Linked DNA regions of Mus musculus: all the other regions are linked to region 1. Evidence: chromatin contacts called from public Hi-C and HiChIP or PLAC-seq data. All regions are on one chromosome and are shown on one strand. The core of a region is the stretch at or near the end of the contact, and the rest is flanking DNA. Distances in the headings are between cores, read along the strand shown. Region 1 holds the start of 4933406J09Rik (RIKEN cDNA 4933406J09 gene). Region 2 has its middle 40 kb from the start of Gm17089. Region 3 overlaps 4933406J09Rik (RIKEN cDNA 4933406J09 gene).

Evidence for each region. A called contact is a pair of places that touch in the nucleus more often than the background predicts. HiChIP or PLAC-seq counts read pairs in DNA pulled down with a chosen protein or histone mark.
Region 2: a Hi-C map of pro-B cells shows a contact between it and region 1, with 1.9 times the contacts expected there. The contact joins the enhancer-like site here to the promoter of 4933406J09Rik in region 1. A contact is called at or near these places in 4 of 39 promoter capture datasets (the SN4741 cell line, hematopoietic stem and progenitor cells, liver and 1 more), 14 of 484 Hi-C or Micro-C datasets (the G1E-ER4 cell line, embryonic fibroblasts, embryonic stem cells and 2 more), 2 of 115 datasets of contacts at active chromatin or transcription factors (both in embryonic stem cells) and 2 of 9 other capture datasets (embryonic stem cells and pancreatic islet).
Region 3: a contact with region 1 is called in an H3K27ac HiChIP or PLAC-seq map of embryonic stem cells, with 5 read pairs. The contact joins the enhancer-like site here to the promoter of 4933406J09Rik in region 1. A contact is called at or near these places in 2 of 39 promoter capture datasets (embryonic stem cells and hippocampal neurons), 5 of 484 Hi-C or Micro-C datasets (the STO cell line, embryonic stem cells, group 2 innate lymphoid cells and 2 more), 1 of 115 datasets of contacts at active chromatin or transcription factors (embryonic stem cells) and 4 of 9 other capture datasets (adipose tissue, embryonic stem cells, liver and 1 more).

What each region holds. Positions count from the first base shown.
Region 1 is chr6:134,401,794-134,405,285 of GRCm38.p6, forward strand. It overlaps 4933406J09Rik (RIKEN cDNA 4933406J09 gene), which reads right to left and starts at 1,622. Exons shown (of 9, transcript NR_153848.1): 1 at 1,072-1,622. The region is part of intron 2 of Bcl2l14 (BCL2-like 14 (apoptosis facilitator)); the gene reads left to right.
Region 2 is chr6:134,286,954-134,290,445 of GRCm38.p6, forward strand. No RefSeq gene overlaps it. Among named protein-coding and RNA genes, the nearest start is that of Gm17089, 40 kb to the left of the region's middle. Within about 2 kb of position 1,553, at least 11 of the 459 cell types and tissues checked have an H3K27ac peak or open chromatin away from gene starts, as enhancers often do. A contact at or near this core is called in pro-B cells, where this site is marked.
Region 3 is chr6:134,328,789-134,332,280 of GRCm38.p6, forward strand. All of the region lies in intron 3 of 4933406J09Rik (RIKEN cDNA 4933406J09 gene), which reads right to left. Among named protein-coding and RNA genes, the nearest start is that of Bcl2l14, 66 kb to the right of the region's middle. Within about 2 kb of position 1,678, at least 19 of the 459 cell types and tissues checked have an H3K27ac peak or open chromatin away from gene starts, as enhancers often do. A contact at or near this core is called in embryonic stem cells, where this site is marked.

The DNA of each region.
Region 1 (3,492 bases), core at 372-2,871:
GAACTGTTCGTAAGCTATTTAGAGAGTTAGAAGTATGGCTCAGTGGCAACCATGAGTCTGTACAGACTTCAGTTTGGATGCCCAGAAAAACCTCGGCATGGTGGCCCACATCTGTAACCCAGCGCGGGGGACAGAAGCATGCAGAACTCAGGGGCTTGCTGGATGGCTAACTGAGGCAGCAAGCCCCAGGTTCAATGAGAGACTACAATAAAGTGGAAAAACAATGAGGAAGAGAGAGGAAAGAGAAAGGGGGAGCGAGGGAGGGAAGAAGGGAGGGGGAAGAAGATGGAGAAAGGGAGAGCATCCAGTTGGGAAATGACAGACCCAAGGCTCACATCTAGAACTCTCACCTGACTCTGTGGTCCATATCCCTCCCCAAACTCCTCTTCCCATCATCTGTGAATTCATCACTACCCAAGTCAATCATAAAAAAAATGTCAAACAGATTCGAGGACAGTGCTCAAAGGTGAATTTCAAACCTCCCACTGTATATTTGCTGGTTATTCACAGTCAGGGGTGAGGCATTTTTCACAGAATGTTGGACTTGTTGCCCACACTCAGACACCCAAGCCAGTGCAAGCCAATGGTTCTTATTCCACACCTGCACACATCACACTCTGGGTAGCAATGAGAAGCCACCCGAGGAGTTTTACATCTATACCTGTTTTGTCATTGTCCAACTCATCCCCGTGCACATCCTGAGACCTTTGACCCCTAGTTATAGAACATGCATTGCAAATGTTCTTCCCTAACTCTGGGATTTTGTTCTCTGGGTGGTGTAAGAGTTGAACTCAGTGTCTCAGATACACTAGGCAGGCACTCTGCCGCTGAGCTAGCCCCAGCCCTCCTCACAGAACACACGAAACTCACTCATCCTCCATATAACTATCCTCTAATAACTCAGTTGTTTAGTGTGAGGCTTCTGAACTGCCAACTCCCCAACACTGTGAAGGTCAGCCCGCTCCTCCAACACCTCTCGACAGTAACCCATTCTTGGTTTATTTTCTATGGCTGCGATAAAGCCGGCATGACCAAGAGCAGCCTAGAGAAGAAAGGGTTAATTTGACTTACCATGACCTGATCGCTGAGGAAAGCCAAGGAAGGGATCTGGAGGCAGAAACTGAAGCGGAGACCTGAGAAACTGCCTTGTTCCCCACACCTTGCTCAGCTGGCTCTTTTCTGTAACAGAGGATCGCCTCTCCAGCTTGTCATGCGGCTTGTTCACATCTTCACAGATCAGGAAACAGAAAGCTCCTGTAGGAAATAGAGGCCCAAGGCCCGACCTGAATCCTTCTAAGGATTTCTTAACCTTCGAAAAACAGCGCCACCTACTGGGCACGAATGTTCAAGCACATGAGCCACGGAGGACACCAAACTTCACCTCCTTCGCATCCCTCATCCAGTCAGAGGCACAATGAGTAACAGAAATGACTCCAATGCATCCAAATGTGCCTCAGGCAACCAAGCCTATAGTCCAAGGTGAAGATTCGGTGGGGCTGAAAGCCAAAGAACTTAAATGATTTAACTAAGGGTTAAATTAATTTAAAGTAAAATCATATGTTGTAAAGAACTGGTGTCAGATTGGTCCCTTCAACATTCCACCGTGGATAGGGGAGGCTCCTGAGGCGTCCACCCACCCCACCCCACCCTGCCAAGGAGCTAGTGGCAGTTAACAGTTGCTGGGGTGAGGGTGCCATTTCTTCAGTGGTGTAGCCACTGGTAAGTTGCCCCTGCTTTAATTAAATGACCCACCCCATAGCCATGATCACACAAGCAGCCCTCGTGGGGCTAAAAAAGGCATGGGAAGAAGAAAGTCAATACAAGCGTGAGGGAGAACGGTAATAGGGTAAGACTATGACCACAATATGTTGTACACTCGTGTGAAAGTGTAAAAATAAATGTATTTGGCTTGACTGACACATTAAAAAGAGCTTATTTCAAATGCCTTCTGTAACACCGAACCGAAACCAATACAATATTCTCTCCGGTTTGAAGGAGACCTTCTAACACTAAGCATTTATAGTCAGATAAGGACTGCTGAGATGATGTACAAACAGGACAAACTGGAAAAGCTGCTCTCTGCAGGACAACAAAGGAACGCATTCTGCAGGAACCGGTTCTCGTTTTCATGGGAGGTATTGTGTTTACATTACCCTCATTTTCTACACATTAACTTGCATCTCCATAGACTTGCAATGTGGACGAATCTAGAGCACGCAAGGGTCAGGCCTCTAGGAACCAGACGGTTTCCAAACTCCCAACCACCCACTGAGGAGATATCACCAGGCTTTTACCTGTTTCAGACAGTGTAGTATTTTTCTGCTCCAGAGTCAAGTGGCAATGATCCTGGTTCTAGATAAGAAGACAAAGAGTTAATCAAAGACATCTAAATAGTGACAGGAAAGATAGTCAGGGTCTGGGCTCTATAGACAGACAGCCTGGGCTCTCTTCAACCTCAGCTTAGCCGCATATGTCACCTTAAGCAATTCGGTGCCTCGGTTTTCTTATCTGTAAGTTGGGCATAACTATAAACACTCTCTACACAGCTGAGTTTTAAGAAGAAGGAGAAGAAGAAGAAGAAGAAGAAGAAGAAGAAGGAGGAGGAGGAGGAGGAGGAGGAGGAGGAGGAGGAGGAGGAGGAGGAGAAGAAGAAGAAGAAGAAGAAGAAGAAGAAGAAGAAGAAGAAGAAGAAGAAGAAGAAGAAGAAGAAGAAGTGACTCCAAAAAATCCCAGCTATTGTAATGACACCTCTCTGCAGCCCGAGACTATGAAAACATGCTTCTGTTTATTTTTAAAGTTGATGACCGACTAGGTCGAGAAGTCTCTCTTGATGACCATAAATTCGACAAGATGGATGTTCGCTTTCTCCAAGTTTCTCATTGCCTCTCCTAGAGTAGACACAGACTCATTGTCAGTCAGGTGTAGACCAACATTTGCCCTCATGGCTTCCGGTAGAGGAAGAGGTGATATTAGCGTCAAGTCTGAGATGTTCTTAATTGTGGAGTCCTCAAAGGAAGTTGGGGATAGCTAAATCCACCACAATTCTATCCCGCCTCTGTGCCTGGACGACCCTGATGGAAGTTCAATGCTTCTGGCTCTGGCCTTGCCTCTTACTGCACCAGCAACACCATCACTGCTCAGCCTCAAACACAATTTTGGATTTACTGACAAGTATGGGGGTGGGGAGGCATCCCTCCCACATTCTCTTTCTGGGTTCTTCCATACTAAAAGATATAACTAACCAAAGAAAAATTAGTTTCGAGAAACATGCACTACACAGATTCCAGGAGAATTGAGTAGTGAAAAACCCTGTGTCTGAGCCAGATTTGGGGATGCGCATCAGGAAACGGAAGCAGGAAGATCACAAGTTCAAAGCCAGTGGAGCTACATAGCAAGACCTCATCACAAAAAACTAAAAGGAACTGGTTGTGGTGGCACACACCTTTGATCCCAGCACTTGAGAGGCAGGGGCAGCTGGATCTCTGTGAGTTT
Region 2 (3,492 bases), core at 303-2,802, 110 kb before region 1:
TTAAAGAAGGCATTGGAGGTTAACCAAGATCTCGACCCTTTTTTTCTGTTTATAGAATAACAAGTTTTGCTTAGGTTCCAGGTCTTTCAGAAGTATGGAGCCAGAGGTGGGAAATTGTGTCCCCATTGTAAAATCTCAATGAGTCAAATATCATATCATAAACCAACAAGATTTGGTTGTACTTTGAAAGGCAAGTGACTTGGTTTTATTTATTCTGAAATGAAGTTGGAATATCCTTTGATCAGTCTTTTTAGTGCCCTGTAAGTAATTTCTTCCTTTTATAAATTTTAGACCATAGCCAACAAAGCCAAAATATCTCATTAAGTCTTGGACCTGCTCTTAATGACTCAATAAATATTTATTAGACTGAATGAACCAATATAAACAGATTTCTCTTGAGGGGCATCTCTTTAAGGTCATTCCCTGGCCTACATAGGTGAAACATCATTAAGTCTTTCTATGTAATCCACAACTGGCCTCTGCCACAGTTAGAGTGCTGTTCACTCCCACCAAAGCCCACATAGAGGCTCAATTCCTTCGTGAGGCAGTGTTAGGAGGAGCCTTGGACTATGTTTAGATCACAGAGGTAGAGAGAGCCCTTAAGTCTAGATTAATCCTCTCCTGTGGCCATGAGTTCTCATTCTTGGGTGACTTGATTTGTTGACTCTAGCAGGCCATCCTAAATCAAAGCCATCCCTGGTGCCAGTCTGCTGTGCGTACCCTCTGGACTTCTGCTCCTTCCCTGCTGTCTTTGGATACAACGCAAAGCCCTTGAAAGATGTTGCCACTAACTCTTGACTTTTTCAGCCTCCAAAACCGTAAACTAAACAAACCTCATTTCTTTATGAAGCCCCCGGTCTTGGGTTTTCTGTTACAGCAACAGAAAATGCATTAAGAGAACACCTAACATTTGAAAAGTTGGTGTTTAAAAATTCAGGGTTGAATGGGTGAAATTCAAAATTAGAACCACATGTTTCCACTCAAAATTTCAGTTTTCTGTGTATGGATGGCCATGCTTATAATCTCAGCACTCAGGAGGCTGAGGCAGGAAAACTGTGAGTTTGATGCTAGCCTGAGTTACGTTGCAAGATTCTGTTTTTGTTTTTGTTTTTGTTTTTGTTTAAGTTGTGTTTATCTATTTCAGTTTTTTAAAGTGTACTGAGACTTTGAAAGCTCTCCACACCTGCTCCTCTATCCTCAGTGCCATGATGGGATAATGACTAGGGACTGGAGTGGGGTATGCTGTGTGGGTGAGGCACTGTACCTGGAAGTCCTTTGCCAAAATGTGTATGCACCACTTCTGAAGGAAGCAGCCAGGCCTTTCCTACAGTGCTTCCTGGTGTCCTGGACACTCCATGAAAATGCATTGTCTTAGGGCTGGTTGTCTTAAGACACCATGACCAAAGCAACTCTTAGAAAAGAAAACATTTAACTGGGGCTGCCTTACAGTTCCAGAGGTTTAATCCATTATCATCAGAGCAGGAAGCATGGCGGCCTTCAGCCAGACATGATGCTGGAGAACCTGAGAGTTCTACATCGTGATCCGAAGGCAACAAAGAGGAGACTGTCTTCCTCAGGCAACTAAGAGGAGGCTCTCATTCCACACTGGGTGGAGCCTGAGCATACGAAACCTCAAAGCCCACCCCAACAGTGACACACTTCCTCCAACAAGACCACACCTCCTCCAAGAAGGCCACATATCTAAAAAGCAACACTCCCCGTGGGCCAAGCATTCAAACACACGAGTCTATGGGGGCCAAACCTATTCAAACTACTACATGCATCAACAGAAGACATTTTTTTAATCTCACATGCAGAAACTACACTTCCAACTATAGTTAGTCCCCAAATTGTTGCCGATAAAGATGAACTCAATGGCTACTTACTTTGGGGACTATCTTGTCTCCCTAGGGTGATTAATTGGGTTCTGGCCCGTTGCTTTCCATTCTTCCTCATTTTCTTAAGTCTGCAAAGGCTGCACTGTGGATGACTTGATGTCGTTCTGCTTGACTGCTCTGAGAGCTGAGAAATGCCCTCAAAGAAGAGGGATCGTGAGCACATCATTCACTGGGGAAGGGAGATGGCTTGGTGGATAAAGCAAGATTGCTGCAGGAGTGTAAGAACCTTGTGCAGACCACCAGTGCCATCTAAAACCCAGGCATGGCCGAACGCCCCTGTAATCCCAGTGCTAAAGAGGCAGAGATAAGTAGATTCAAGGAGCTTGCTGAGAGACTCTATCTCAAAACTAAGGTAGACAATAAAAGAGGACACACACACACCAGTAAACACACCTGTATACACATGTCTACACATCACCACCACCACTATCACCACCTCTACCACCACCACCACCACCAACAACAACAACAAAAGAATTATGTATTTACAATGTCCAGCATGTGGAATTTATTAATCTGTCTGTCACAAGGTGGTAAATATAAAGAGTTTATGATACATGTACATAATGGAATAGGAAAGAACATTTTCATTTGATTAAAACTTGAGATAGAAGGTTTACTAGTGTTATAGTTGCTCCACTTCATAATATGAAAGGAGAATGAAATGCCAGTATCGGTGAATGGGCTACAGGACGTTATACTAAGGAAAGAAAGATAGACTTGGAGAGTTAAGTGCTGCATGCACACTGATTTCAGAGTAGAGGGTAGACCAGGAGGAGTGCTGGGGAGGGATGATGGAGAGAGGTTAGCAGCAAGTACCAAAGTACAGTGAGATACAATGAATACATTTGAATATTCTATGATACACTAGGATGGATATAGTGTATAGTAGGTAGTGATTTATTTTGCTATTTTATTTGAAACTAAAAGAATTTGAAAGTTCACTCCAAAATGCTAAGAGACAATGTTAATTACCCTGATTTAAACATTACACATTATAAACTTAGATCAAATTACCACACCATATCCTATCAATAGGTAACATTTTGTTTACATCCATTAAAACATGTAAAGATCTATTTACTTTTGTATTATGTGTGTATGTTGCCTGCATGTATGCATGTATATCATGTGTGTTCAGTGCCTGAGGAGGTCAGAAGAGGGTATTAGATGCTCCCTGCAACTGCAGTTACACATGGCTACGGACTGCCAGGTACATGCTGGGAATCAAACCCCATCCTTGTCCTCTGCAAGAACAGCCAACCCTCTTACTCTCTGAGCCTTCTCTCCAGCTCCAATTGAAGATTTTAAAAACTAAAAAACAAAGACAGTTCAAAGGTTCCAGATTGCTGATTTTTTAAATCTCCAAAATTGGTATTCTTATACTGTCTTAGGAATATGTTTTATAATTCAAAGTTGTGCTCAGTGAGGAAATAACTCGTTTTTGTGTATATCGGTGATAGCTTGGGTTTATAAAATTTTGGAAAGCTAAAGTGCTGCACTAATTCCTGGGGAACTTGGAAGAGGGAGGCTAGTGATCTTATTTGTGGAATAGTTTTAGTTCCACAGCAAAACTGAATGAATGATACTAAGA
Region 3 (3,492 bases), core at 428-2,927, 73 kb before region 1:
CAGGCCTTTGTAGGACACAGAAAAGCTGACTGCCTTGCTGAAGGTCACAGTTCACAAGGCTCAGACACAGGAGCTGAACACCTCTCTTTTGGTCCCAAACTTCCTAGTCTTGACCCCACACTGACTACTACAAAGCAATTCATAAAAAGAGTAGCATTCATCTTCACTAACTTTATCAATTCCTTAAATATAAATAAAGCACAACAGAAAGCAACTTGAATTGGAATCCTTACATTACTCATGAAGTTTAGGACCTTGGACATTGACCCTAAGAGTGGATGTTGGGAGTGGTACTGTGTGGTACTGGCACACAGTAGGTACTCAGTGACTTTTTCAATAAGCTCACATTCATTGATGTTTACCAGGCTAAGTGCTAAGCCACAGACAGACACACATCCTCAGAATTATCCAATGGACTCCACCAGTGTGTACTTCTGCTCCCCCCACTGCAGTTCTCCTGGATGTCTCTTTACAGGTGATGATGCAGGGTCACATCTGAAAACCTGAAACATGTCTACTTCACTCAGGCACTGGGGAAAATGTGTGAAAATTTTATATGGGCTCTGGACATGTAAACGGAAGGCCCACTTTGGGGCTCCCCTCTCTTGGGATACCTAGTAACAGGCACCCTATTATACTAGCATCTGCCTATCTGGTTCTGGCTCTTGGCCAGTCCAAAGAGAAGAAATAGACAGGAGGGATGGTTTCTTCTCCCTGTCTCTGAGCGACAGTGGCATCCTTGGAACCTGAAGGGTATAGAGGCACACTGCCACACAGACATCTTGCTGTCTCACCTTTTTTTTTTCCTTAGAGATGCTTTTTCTGGGTCATTCCGAGCCATGGGCTGCATTGATAACTTTGCCTGGCTCAACTCTCACCTCTGCACCCTGCTGGATGCACAACCGAAGCTCTGTGGAGGACCATCCACAGAGACAAAGGAAGGCTCTTTGGAAGAGTCACACCTTTTCCCACAAGCCCTGCTTTCCTAGGAGGCTTTGTTTTTTTTCCCCCTTGCAGCAAGGTAGAGCAAGTTGAACTAACTGCTCTTAAATCAATGAAGCCATTGTGCGAGCTTCCTAGAGCAAAGGGGTTTTTGTTGTTGCCTCCCCGCCCCTTCCCTCTCTCTTTCAGCGCTGGTGTGGAGCAGAAATTAAACCTGGCCATGGGCTATGAGGAGAAGAACCTGCATAGAGAAACCTTTCTTTCTTGATTGAGGCTTAGATTTCTGTGCAGATCCGTAGATTTATAGCTGGAATTGTTACTAACAAGCACTTACTTCTACACATGTGCTTTCACAAGCTTTTCTCCCCCTTCCCACCTGACACTGGTGCCAGGCTGAACCCAGGACAATAGGACTCCCTTCCCCTAGGGCTCACCCGTTGTGTGCCTGGCACTCCTCCATTAATCCTGCCAGTAGAAATAAAGGTGAACACATTGAGGTACTACCGCTGCTTGCAAAGAATGGGTGAATCAACACTTCACGCCCAGTAGGGGCAAAGCTACGCTCAAACTTCTAGAATGTTCTGGTCTGCTGATTAAACTGGGGAGGAGAGTAGTGGTATTTATTTCACTGTTACTCCTCTGTTCACAGATGAGTTGGACAGAGTCTATTCTCAGTTCTGAGCTAGTTTTTAACAGTGATGAGAGCCAAGACATTTCAATGGGTAAGAATAGTACTTTGAGCAAGCGCTGCTAGGCCGGGCAACATAGAAATGTTGCTGGTACATGTGATATACAAAGGAAGGGAGCTGGACTCTGTTGGTTGGCTCGGACGGCTCCAACCAAACAACATAGAGTTGTGGGCTTAAGCAATTGACATTTATTTCCTTGCAGTTCAGGAGGCTGAGAGTCTCACGTCAGGAAGGTGGATTCTGATGAGGGTCCTCTTCCTGTGTTCTCACGTGGAAGAGTGTAGGAAGAAAGAAAGCCCCGTCTCTCATCTCATCTGATAGGGCCTCACCCTAATGACTCCCCATCTCCAGACACTGCCACTCCAGGGTTGACTACAGTTTCAACATACAAAGTTTGGGAGCAAGGTACAACTCAGTTAGTAGCAACTTTATCCTCACACAGTTTAGTGCACACAAACTAACTCTATAAACCAGAAGCCGAACAAAAGAGCACAAGCTATAAAACCTTTAGAGGAAAATGATGAAGTAAACCTCTTCTGCCCTGGGTTAACCAACACCTAAGAAGCTTTCATTAGTGGCACCAACTAGAGCCTGGGGAGACAGCTCACTGCATAAGACCACTTACTTGAGGACTGAGTTCAAATCCCCAGAACCCACATAAAAAGCCACTCATGGCCAGGAGTACAATGTAACCCAGCACTATAGTGGGCAGAGACAGGAGGATTATCGCTGAGGCTTCCTACTGCTAGACTAGCCCCAGGTTCAATGAGAGATCCTGTCTCAAGGAAATACGGAGGAGAGTAGTCCTCTGGCCTCTCTGTATGTACACACTCACCCACATACACCATAGGCACATTCAATAAATAAATTAAAGAAATGATCCACAGGCAAAAAAATGACTAAAAGAAAAATACAGACAACTTCATCCACATAAAATTTGAAACTTTATTTTTAAAACTTTTATGAGCTGAGAATAGTTTTATATAATGGTGAGTTTCATTATGACATCCACACACATGTATATATTCACCATATTCACCCCCATTGACCCCTATGTTCCCCCTCCTACTCCTCCTGACCCCCTCCTCTTCCCAACTAGCTACCTTCCTCCCCCCTTCCCTATGCATGAGTGAGTGTGTGTGTGTGTGTGTGTGTGTGTGTGTGTGTGTGTGTGTATGATGACTTCTGTTAAGGTTTCTCACATGAGCACAGGTAAGGAGCTATTTAAAGGATCATGGACAATTTACCAGTGTCTACAACACTGAAGGCAACTTCATTTTCCTCCCCCAGAAACCACTGTCTCTAGATCCTCAGGGAGCAATAGGGCCTCACTTGTTCCTCCTCTCTCCATGATGGAAAGTTGATGGCCCAATCTAAAACTAAAAATGTTTGTGCTTCCATGGATACCATATCAAGAAATAGATAATTCACAGAGCAGGAGAAAGCTGCAAATTGTATGCCATAAGGGATTTAAATCTTGAATACCTAAGGAATTCTTACAACTCAACAATAAGGCAATAACCCAATTAAAATATAGGCAAAAAAAAATTTTTTGAAAAACTGTCTCCAGAGAAGACTTTTAAAATGGCCACTAAACTCATGCAAAAGTGTTCATTATCATTGCTCATCAGATAATTGTAAATTAAAAGCACAATTGATGTCATTTTATATTCATTATAAGAAGATGATCAGAAAGATAGACTATAACCATGACAAGTGCTTGGGGATGTGGACAAATCAGAATCTTCACCCATGGCTGATAGGATGGAAATGGTTATGGCCACTGTGGAAAACAGTCCACCGATCCCTTAAGAGGCCAAGCCTACATTTAGAATATGAACCAAGAAATTCTGAAAACATG